Linked DNA regions of Mus musculus: regions 2 and 3 are each linked to region 1. The links are chromatin contacts, called in public Hi-C maps. All regions are on one chromosome and are shown on one strand. Each heading gives the region's core, a stretch centred on a gene start, on an enhancer-like site or on the middle of the called end of the contact. The rest is flanking DNA. Distances are from core to core; before and after follow the strand shown. Region 1 has its middle 110 kb from the start of Gm32461. Region 2 has its middle 66 kb from the start of Gm32624. Region 3 overlaps Gm32624 (predicted gene, 32624).

The links. A called contact is a pair of places that touch in the nucleus more often than the background predicts.
Region 2: a Hi-C map of uterus shows a contact between it and region 1, with 5 times the contacts expected there. The contact joins two enhancer-like sites. A contact is called at or near these places in 1 of 39 promoter capture datasets (the 3T3-L1 cell line), 11 of 484 Hi-C or Micro-C datasets (the 3T3-L1 cell line, 3T3-L1-derived adipocytes, embryonic fibroblasts and 4 more) and 1 of 115 datasets of contacts at active chromatin or transcription factors (heart atrium).
Region 3: a contact with region 1 is called in a Hi-C map of uterus, with 2.0 times the contacts expected there. The contact joins two enhancer-like sites. A contact is called at or near these places in 6 of 484 Hi-C or Micro-C datasets (the HL-1 cell line, nephron progenitors and uterus).

What each region holds. Positions count from the first base shown.
Region 1 is chr16:86,693,074-86,696,144 of GRCm38.p6, reverse strand. No RefSeq gene overlaps it. Among named protein-coding and RNA genes, the nearest start is that of Gm32461, 110 kb to the left of the region's middle. Within about 2 kb of position 1,539, at least 33 of the 459 cell types and tissues checked have an H3K27ac peak or open chromatin away from gene starts, as enhancers often do. A contact at or near this core is called in uterus, where this site is marked.
Region 2 is chr16:86,881,102-86,884,172 of GRCm38.p6, reverse strand. No RefSeq gene overlaps it. Among named protein-coding and RNA genes, the nearest start is that of Gm32624, 66 kb to the right of the region's middle. Within about 2 kb of position 1,447, at least 25 of the 459 cell types and tissues checked have an H3K27ac peak or open chromatin away from gene starts, as enhancers often do. A contact at or near this core is called in uterus, where this site is marked.
Region 3 is chr16:86,825,342-86,828,412 of GRCm38.p6, reverse strand. Gm32624 (predicted gene, 32624) reads right to left here. Exons shown (of 3, transcript NR_169090.1): 2 at 319-411. Among named protein-coding and RNA genes, the nearest start is that of Gm32624, 10 kb to the right of the region's middle. Within about 2 kb of position 1,567, at least 6 of the 459 cell types and tissues checked have an H3K27ac peak or open chromatin away from gene starts, as enhancers often do. A contact at or near this core is called in uterus, where this site is marked.

The DNA of each region.
Region 1 (3,071 bases), core at 290-2,789:
TTATTTTAAAGCTACTCTCACTCTAAAGAATCGAATTGTCCTCTGCTCAGATAAGAAGATATTCTTCAACAAAGCTTGTGCATTGAGAGGGTAGGCATGGAGCAATAAGAGAAGGGTCTACCACTTATCTAAACATATCAACAGACTTAACCGTGACAATCAATAGGGTGACTGATATCACAACCAGATCACTTACATGTCATCAAGAAGCTCTTTGTATATATGAAATACAAATCACTTCCCTATACTCTTCAAACATTTTTTACTATCATTTTATACCAATAAAGATATTCATATGATGGATAAAATATATCTGCAAAAACCACACAAAAACTAATTATTAATATGTAGAAAATATAGCTGTACTTATAACTTTAAATAAATAACATTTTAACCCAGCTTAAAAATTCAGGCATAATTATAAACAATAATCTTTCTTGTTAAAAGTTCGAGAACACCAAGCTGACAAAATCACTGAAGAGGTGTTACGATAGTTTAATGACTCTACTTGCAACTAATTGGGTCAAAGCCTTATTTTTTTAATAGGCCAAGTTTGGAATGTCAACCATGAGATCGTTGTATTTCTCTGCCCTTAGGACAGATAAAGTAAAACAACCAAGAAAAGCAAAAGCAAGTCTGCAGGAAGTCAAGAGATTAGCAACACCAAGTGAGTTATTCTTGATATAGAAGGTTTGCATCTCCTGTTGCTCTCTTGTTTGCATCCATTCTGTGTCTTGAATTTGTTGCATACCAATATCATGTGTGTATCCTCAATATTTTCCTAGCTTTAGAAGTCTGTATTGCATACTAACAAAAGCTTTGATTATTGGGGCAGGGGTAGTCATAATCCCTTAATTGTGTGTCTGTATGTGTTTTGTCTATGTAGTATGTTTGAACAAGGTTTCCTAAATATTGCTTTTGGTGTTGGGGTACAAGTTTAGGGGATACATATATATATATATATATATATATAGTATATTACTTATATAAAGGATATATATGTGTATATATATAGTATATTACTTAGTTATGTCTTATAAAATCTTAAAAGTAAGGGTTTTTAAAATACCTCTTTGTTATTTTTGTCCCAACTCTTGGTTAGCAATTCTCAAGGCTGTCTCACCTTTCAATTAGATCCTGTTTTCTTTTGAATAGATAGTGTGCTATAGATAAGCTATAAATTCCATTATTGCACACTAAATACATTTAAAAGGCATAGTAAGAACTAGCCATTTCAAGAACTATTATTTATCCTAATTGTTCCCATCTGAGTTTGGAAAGGATCCTGGCCTGAAAGTCTTCAACAACTTGCCAAAAGCCTGTCAGCTTTGATAACTCGCACTGCTCTGAACTTGGCTCAGAAGGGTCAGTTTCAGAGTGAACACTAAGCTCCCCACGATATCCAAGCTTGCTTAAAAATGCAGAAACACTGCCAGCTGACTTGCAAGCCACTAGATTTTCGACCTTAAGAGGCTCATGTTTTCTTGGAACCAGGGATGGGCTGGTAAGCAAAAGGAAGCCATTCCCATGTGGAACTACAGAGCAGATGGAGTGGCCCTGTGTGCTGGGGACCATCTGTTTTTGTTAGAACATGGTTTATGCATTGGCCTAATGATTTAGAATGAACCTAGGGATACAACAAAGCCCTAAATTAAGCTTATTTGATTAAATAACTGAATGCATCTATGCACTTTATTTAATTATTTTATGTTACATTAATCTTTGTTACATATAGTTTTTTTTTTTCACTTACGAATTATGTAAACATTGTTGGTGTCTTTATTACCAGGGTTATAGTCAATTGGTTTTTTTTTTTAAGGGTATAATTTGTGCTATTAAATTGTAAACATCATGAAGCAAAGAATGAAATATTTGCCTCTTCGTGGTTACAGTTACTTTGTTTAATAAAAGCCTAGAGGCTTAAGAGAGGACATTACCACATATTTGTGTCATGAATGAATAAATGCGGAAATAATAAAATGAATGAAGAAGATGGACGATGTATTTAAAAATGTTCCTTTTTTTTTCCTGGTCTCATAAACTTTCTCATTGGTGACATTTTAAAGATCTTTTTGATAGGTAAATTATATTTTGTAATGTTCCTTTGAAGTTTGTTCTTTGTTATCTTATTTATGATTGTATGTACTTTCTTCCCATGTATACCATAGTTAAAATCTGACTTATACCTCTATGATCACTATTCCTAGTTGTTAACTTGACCCCATCTAGAATGAACTACAATCCAGAAATGTAGGGCACACCTGTATTGCAGATCTTGAGGCTTGTGATCTGGATCTTGACATAGTAACTACGAAAACCTTAGGCCCTGGCAAGGTGGGTATACACATTTAATGACAGGAGACAGAGGCGAGCAGATCTCTGAGTTCAAGAAGAGCACGAGACAGAGCAAATTCCAAGTAAAGAATAGCTTAAGTTCAGACATGGTGGTACACACCTTTAATCTGGGCCATATGCTCTGGTAGAGGCCTACATAATGAAGGCTTCCTTTTCCACTGCCTGTTTGTGTTTACTTCCCAGCACATCTGTTGGAACCTACTTCTTCAGGATTCCTGTTCGTACAGAAGACCAGCTGAAACACCTAGCCTTGTGGGAGTGAGCAATTACTAGATTCTTGGATTTCCATTCAAAGTGCCCACTAATGGGTTAGTTAAGACTCCAGACTGTAAGTCATTCCAATAATTTCCTTTAATATAACGAGATATTCCATAAGTTCTGTAACTCTAGAAATCCCTGACTAATACAACATTAGAACTCCTTATAAATCATTTATCTTCATTCATTTAGAGAAGGCAACCCCTTTATTGAGTCTGACTAATACCAAGTGTCATCAGTGATGTTGTATAACTCTCGTCTTCCTGTCACCTCTGTTGTATACTTCTATGAAGCCAGTTATAACAAGAAATTCTGATGACTACCATCCTGTATGGAAGTCCAGCCTTCCCAGATGAAATATAAGAGAAAATATGCATGACTATGTCAGTCTGGAGATAAGTAAACCTCTGGTTCACTTACATGGTGAAGAGAAAGACAAAATGATGCTAGGTATGGAA
Region 2 (3,071 bases), core at 198-2,697, 190 kb before region 1:
GATTTCTAAGCAAATCTGGTGTTGCCGCTGGTGGTGCTTTGTTTTCATTGGTCAAGAACCATGAAGTGGAAGGAAGTATGGCTTTCCAAAGTTATATCAGTTCCTACAGCTCTTCCTCTCAGACGGGAATATCAGATGGGCAAGACTAGAACAATGCAGCCTAACGTCCATGCCAGCTCTGCCTGTTAGCCTCCTCTCTGGCAAGGACTTGCACAGGTACAGGGGTCCTGACGTCAGACATGTTTGCTAAGGGAAGGATCGATGGGTCACAGTCAGCCTGGAAACCCGTGCATGTTATTTTAGCTGAGGCTCCCATTAGCAGTTCATCTTTGTATAGATGTGCTGGCAAAGCCTGTCTTATAGGAGGCTGACTATAGGATCAAAGTCTAAAAACAAGAGTAGATTGATTTCAGATAAAAGAAATGATGATAACAGAGACCCAATTCTCCATCTGCAGATGATCAGCTTGCAGCCAGGCAGAAGCATCCATCAGTGGGCGGTGCCTGGCCTGAAAACCAGCCTATCACTGCCTATGATTTCAAATGCAAAGCCAAGACCAGTTCTCAGCCAAAAGATTACTTCAGATTCCTTCAGTCACAGAAGTTACGGGATGACTGGACATACTCCCATAATACCTGGTGTTGCTTCTATAGCTGAGATAATTTTGTAGATTCAGTTCTGGGTGATGAAGTAGTGTGATACTTGGTCTCTCCACTGAGATTCAGGACACATTTATTTCTCCAGAGTGAGGAATTCTCTTTGATGTACTTGGCGTTTTGAGGATGCTGAAAGTTCATGCTGGGTTGGCAGATTAGCACTGGGTCACTCCTGTGCTCTTTCTAATATTCATGATTGTTCTTACATTGCGTAGATTTTGAGAATAGCTAAGTACTAAGGTCATCTTTTGGATATTTATGTACAATAGTGAAATCCTCTCAGCAACTTGGCCTGATATTTAACAGTCATAATGCTGAGAATTCTTTTGATGTAATGTAATGAATTAAAGGATTTTGAAAGTGTTGATGGCTTTAAGATTTTTTTTCTAAATTCAAGCACCCCAAGTTTTGAAGCATTGACTGACTATATTGGATTAATACACTAAGACTTAGAGAAAAATGTTATGGCTCTAACATTTGAAAATTCCATGTAGTTTCTAGTGATAAAGTGTTATTCTCTTGCCTTCATCTGTTGCTTTCTCTGACTTCCAATTTTTGCTCGAAACTTTAAAAGTATCATCTCAGAGTAAAAGTCCGAGGGGAGCAGGTTAAGTCATGCACACCCTGGCAGCTTCAAGAATGTCATGCGTTCTGGGTTTAACAGCTGCTTCGTGAGACCCACAGCCTAAAGTTCTCCCTCCTACATTCTACTGCAAAAGCCTGAAGGCTAGTTTCAGAACATTTCTGAATTCCTCACTCCAACTAGCATGCTACAGAAACTGAGGGACTCTTTTCGGACACAAGATGGCAGTAGCACACCGTTCACATTGATCATTTCCTCAGAGGGATTGTAGTCACACAAATCAGTTATTTTGTGGTAAGTTAAAAGTCCCCCTGAAAGAGGAGGGAAAAGGCCCTTTAAGATTATGACTAGTACCGTAACCACCTTTTCCCTACAACCCCAACTGTCATATCTATACATTTCTGATGTAGTCCTTCAATGACTTTCAAGAACAGAATGAAATACAAAAAGTTCAGGAGTCTCCGTATCAAGGAAAGAAATGCCTAAGAAAGCAAGGTCAACCATTATGAAGATGCCCTGCATCAATAGCCTTGAGACTACATACTGTGTTCTCACAATAAAGTAGGTTTGAGAGGCTATTTATTGATGTTCAACTTGATTTACAACAATCCTTTGTTATCATTGGGTTTTTGTATTATTTTCTTTTCTTTTATGGAATTTTGGAGTTTTGCTTTTTCTAGTTTTCTGAGTTCAAAACACACCACACCACACACACACACACACACACACACACACACACACACACAAGTTGTTCACCACTTACACAAAAGAAGTATTTAAAATATAAGCTTGTTTTTCTTTGTTTATATTTCATTAAAAAAGTATACAATATGTATACTTTCATGTATCAATTAGTCATTCAGTTAAGAATATGTAAGAAAACATTTTTTTTTTTACAGAATCACATATGGTTTCAATTAAAGTTTTGTTATTTGTCTTTCAAAATCTTAGTAAAAATAATGAGAATTGAATCCGTACTCTGGCATAAGAATATATTGAGTTACAAATATCTGTGATAGGTTCATGAAAACTTGGAAACAATAATACAGGCAGAGGAGTCCAGGATGATTCTAGAATTCTGATTCAGAATTAAGACTTCCCTGTTGGCAGAAAATTTCCCGTGGTTTCCCAGAAGCACAAAACTGCCTTGACAGTACGGAACGCAAGGTGGCAGAATGACTTTTCAAAACCTTTTAACTCAGGGTGCTCAAAATTTAGAAAAGTTACTAAAAAGTAGCTAGCATGTACTAATAAGAATTGGGGAAATCCTACATGTTCTCTAAATTTTACGACAATTTCAAGTGTTAGGAAGCAAAGAATGCATATTAAGAAAACCCTACTATGCCAGTTTTTACCACAATTAAAAAATATAGAAGTTTTAGTGACTATTTTTATTGTTACTATATATTTTATAAATTACTAATCGTCTTTTAATGAACCTGTCTTGTGATTTAGCAGTGAATCTGCTTGTTAAGAAAAGTTTTGAAATTGCTTTAACATTTAAATTTCTAACAGACATCATTTGGAGCACTACTTCATTTGAGCTTTTATGTGAAGGCTAAACTATGTTAACATCAGCTTTCCTAAAATAAAATAAATATCTATAATAAAACATAGTACCTATGGCCAGGGGAAAATATCATTGTGAAGGCTGAATACTAACATTGACAGTATATAAAAATATGTAAGCTGAGGTCCGTTTTCATTATTTTTGTAAGCACGACACAAGAATGTTTACCTAAGTTTATCTGAAAGTGTTAGGGTAATAAAAGTTTTTATGAAGCCCTGCCACATATAAAATATTTACTTGTTTGAAATTGTAAAGCTTGTCA
Region 3 (3,071 bases), core at 318-2,817, 130 kb before region 1:
TCTGTTTTTTCATATTCTTAATTATCCTAGAGATTGACAGTTGTGCCCTCCCCTCCAGCTTTGTTGATGTGTACTCCTGGTCTGAATTTTTTTTATTATAATTACATCCAGCACCTTTAACAAGTTTGTGGATCACATGGTACCTTATTCTCTGTAGGGATTTTTTTTCATGATTTTTAGAGTTCAACTATATTATTTTACTTTTCTTATTTGTTTAGAGATTCTCCATCTATTCTATGTGCTTTTTCAAACTTGCACATCCTAAACCCTCTGTTTCATTTGTAGCTCCTCTTCTCATTTCTCTTATCAGTGACTTACCAGAATCCATTAATTGTAATCGAGAGAAGTGTGATGGTTCCTGTCAGTTTGACAGGGTCTGGAATCTCTTCCAAGACAAGCCTCCTGGTGCACCTGTGAGGGATTATTTAGATTATGTTAAACTCTGGTCATTCCTGTGAGAGAATAGCTGTCAGGTTATTTGAGGTGTTAGGATTCACTCTAAAAGTTGGAGGCATAATATCGTTGGCTGGAATCCAAGAATGAATAAAAAAAGAGAAAGCTAGTTGAGCAAGCACATTCATTTCCCTGTGCTTATTGTTTACAGACACAATATCATCAGCTGTCTCAAGTCACAAGACAGCTTCACTGCCACAGTGGACTGTACACTGGAACTGTGCATTAATATATATCCTCTCTCTCTTAACTTGCCCTCATTGGGTATTTTATCACAGCACTAACTCATTCAGTTGCTGTGAGTTGCAACTGAAATCATTTAAAATATTTATTTAAATATTATATATATATATATATATATACATATATATATATATATATATATCCTGTTGAAATATCTCTGTTTATATGAATAGGAAATTTAGAATATGTAGTGATGGGCTGTGTCAGTCAGTCAATTAGTATTAAGAAGTCCTGAGTCTGATAACTCTGCAGGAGCTAGGCAAAATGCTGCATGCCTGTGAACACAACACTCAGAAAGATAAGGCAAGCAGACAGCTCAGCTTTCAATATAAAAGGTATTCATACTTTATAAGAAATGTGGTAAGAGCCATGTCATCATCAACTATATAGTTAGTCTGAGGGCAGACTGGGCTGCATGAAAGCCTGTCTAAAAAAACAACCAAAAGCAATATTAATTAGCCTACTACAGTGTTTTCATATGCACAAAGGATTAATATGTGCAGAGACATGAATAGGTCCCAGAAGCCTGGCAATGCATGCTGGGTAATTCCATGCACATACTATTCTAGAGGAAGATAAACCTTTAAAGCTTTAAAACCCAGATCAGTGCTTTCTCGTGATCACACCACAGTGAGGTCATGGCTTGAAGAGTTACATGGGAAGTTTTACAGGTGGCAGGGATGTTCTATATAGGTGTGCAAGCAGGAAAGGCAGGAGGCTGGCTCGTCCGATTGCATTTGTACTCAGGAAAGAGAATGAACAGGATGCTGGTCTGTTTGTCTATAAAGACTCATGGCCCACACTAGGTTATTCATGGACTCCAGTCAGGCTGCATATTCTCTAACTCCTATGACCTCCCTAAACCTGGCCACCAGCTGTGGACTAAGTGTTCCAACACGTGAGATGATGTGGGACATTTCACAATCAAATCATAACACTCCACTGCCGTTTACATGTTTGTTGTCTGTGCAGTTAGTTACTTAATTTACAACAGAAATTAAAGCTTTAAAAGAAGCTTTGGTGATGGAGAGTTTGCTCAGTGGTTAAGAGTCCTTGTTGCTTTATTAGAGAGTCCAGGTTTCATTTTCAGTACCCATGTGGTGGTTCACAACTGTTTGTAACTACAGCCTTAGGAAATCTAATCCCTTATTCTCACACACTTAGTCACCAGGCATGCATGGGGTGCACATACTTGCATACCTGCTGGCAAAATAACTCATATAAATGAAATAATAAAATAATTTGAATATATTTTTAGAAAAAACCACATTTTTAAAATAAGTCACTTTACTAAATCACAGCCAATATTTCCATTCCTTTACTTTACTGAACACATTTATTAGTGTTACATAAAATTTGAGAGTCTATTTTTATGAAATCTGGAATAATTTCTGCTCCTAATGTCTGTTTATTTGTTATGCAATTATCGTGTCATCAATTATAAAAGTATCAGAAGGATCAGTTCAATAATCATGCAGAAAAACAGGCTGTACTTTCTGAGTGTGCACCACGGAATAGTTCACAAACAAGCAACAACACATGCTTTGTGATTACAAGTGTATTGCATATGTCTGAGTTCCATTTCCAGTTACTGTAATAAAATACTCTGGCAATAGCTACTTAAGGGAGAAGGGATTTATTATAGCTTATAGCTTCAGGTTACAATTCATTATTATGGAGAAATTGAAGTAGAAGAAGTTCTAGACAGCTGCTCACATTGGACCCATTTTCTATAAGCAGAGAGCAATAGGTTCTCTCTGTCTCTGTCTCTGTCTCTGTCTCTGTCTCTGTCTCTGTCTCTGTCTCTGTCTCCGTCTCCGTCTCCGTCTCCGTCTCTGTCTCTGTCTCTGTCTCTGTCTCTCTCTCTCTCTGTCTCTCTCTCTCTCTCTCCTCTCTCTGGTTTTCATTCAGTACAGGACTCAGCTCACAGAATGCAATGCCCACATTATAGTAAGACTTCCTACCATCTAGAAATTGAACGGGTACTCACTTAGTAGCTTCATTCCTATCAGCTAGTTTCTAAGGTGCTACACACATTGCTGTAGGAGAAAAGTAAGCCCCAGTCTCACTAAGCCATGAACTCTGAAAGTGACAACAGTGATTGTTATGGTAGCAGCAAAATGTAATGGGAGTAACCAGTCACTTTCTGATTGGATGGAAAGCCAACTCCATGTGATGGAATCAGACACCTGACATTTTTAAAGAAGGCAAGAAGCTGTGACTAGATATGCCGTAGAATCTAGAGGGAAAACCCAATATTATTATGCTAAATGGACCTAGTATTATCACAACTCCTAATGACTTTACACAAATGTTTTCTTGAGGTTATTTGACAATCTCTGTCTCTTAAATCTGTCCACGCACTTTTCTGTAAG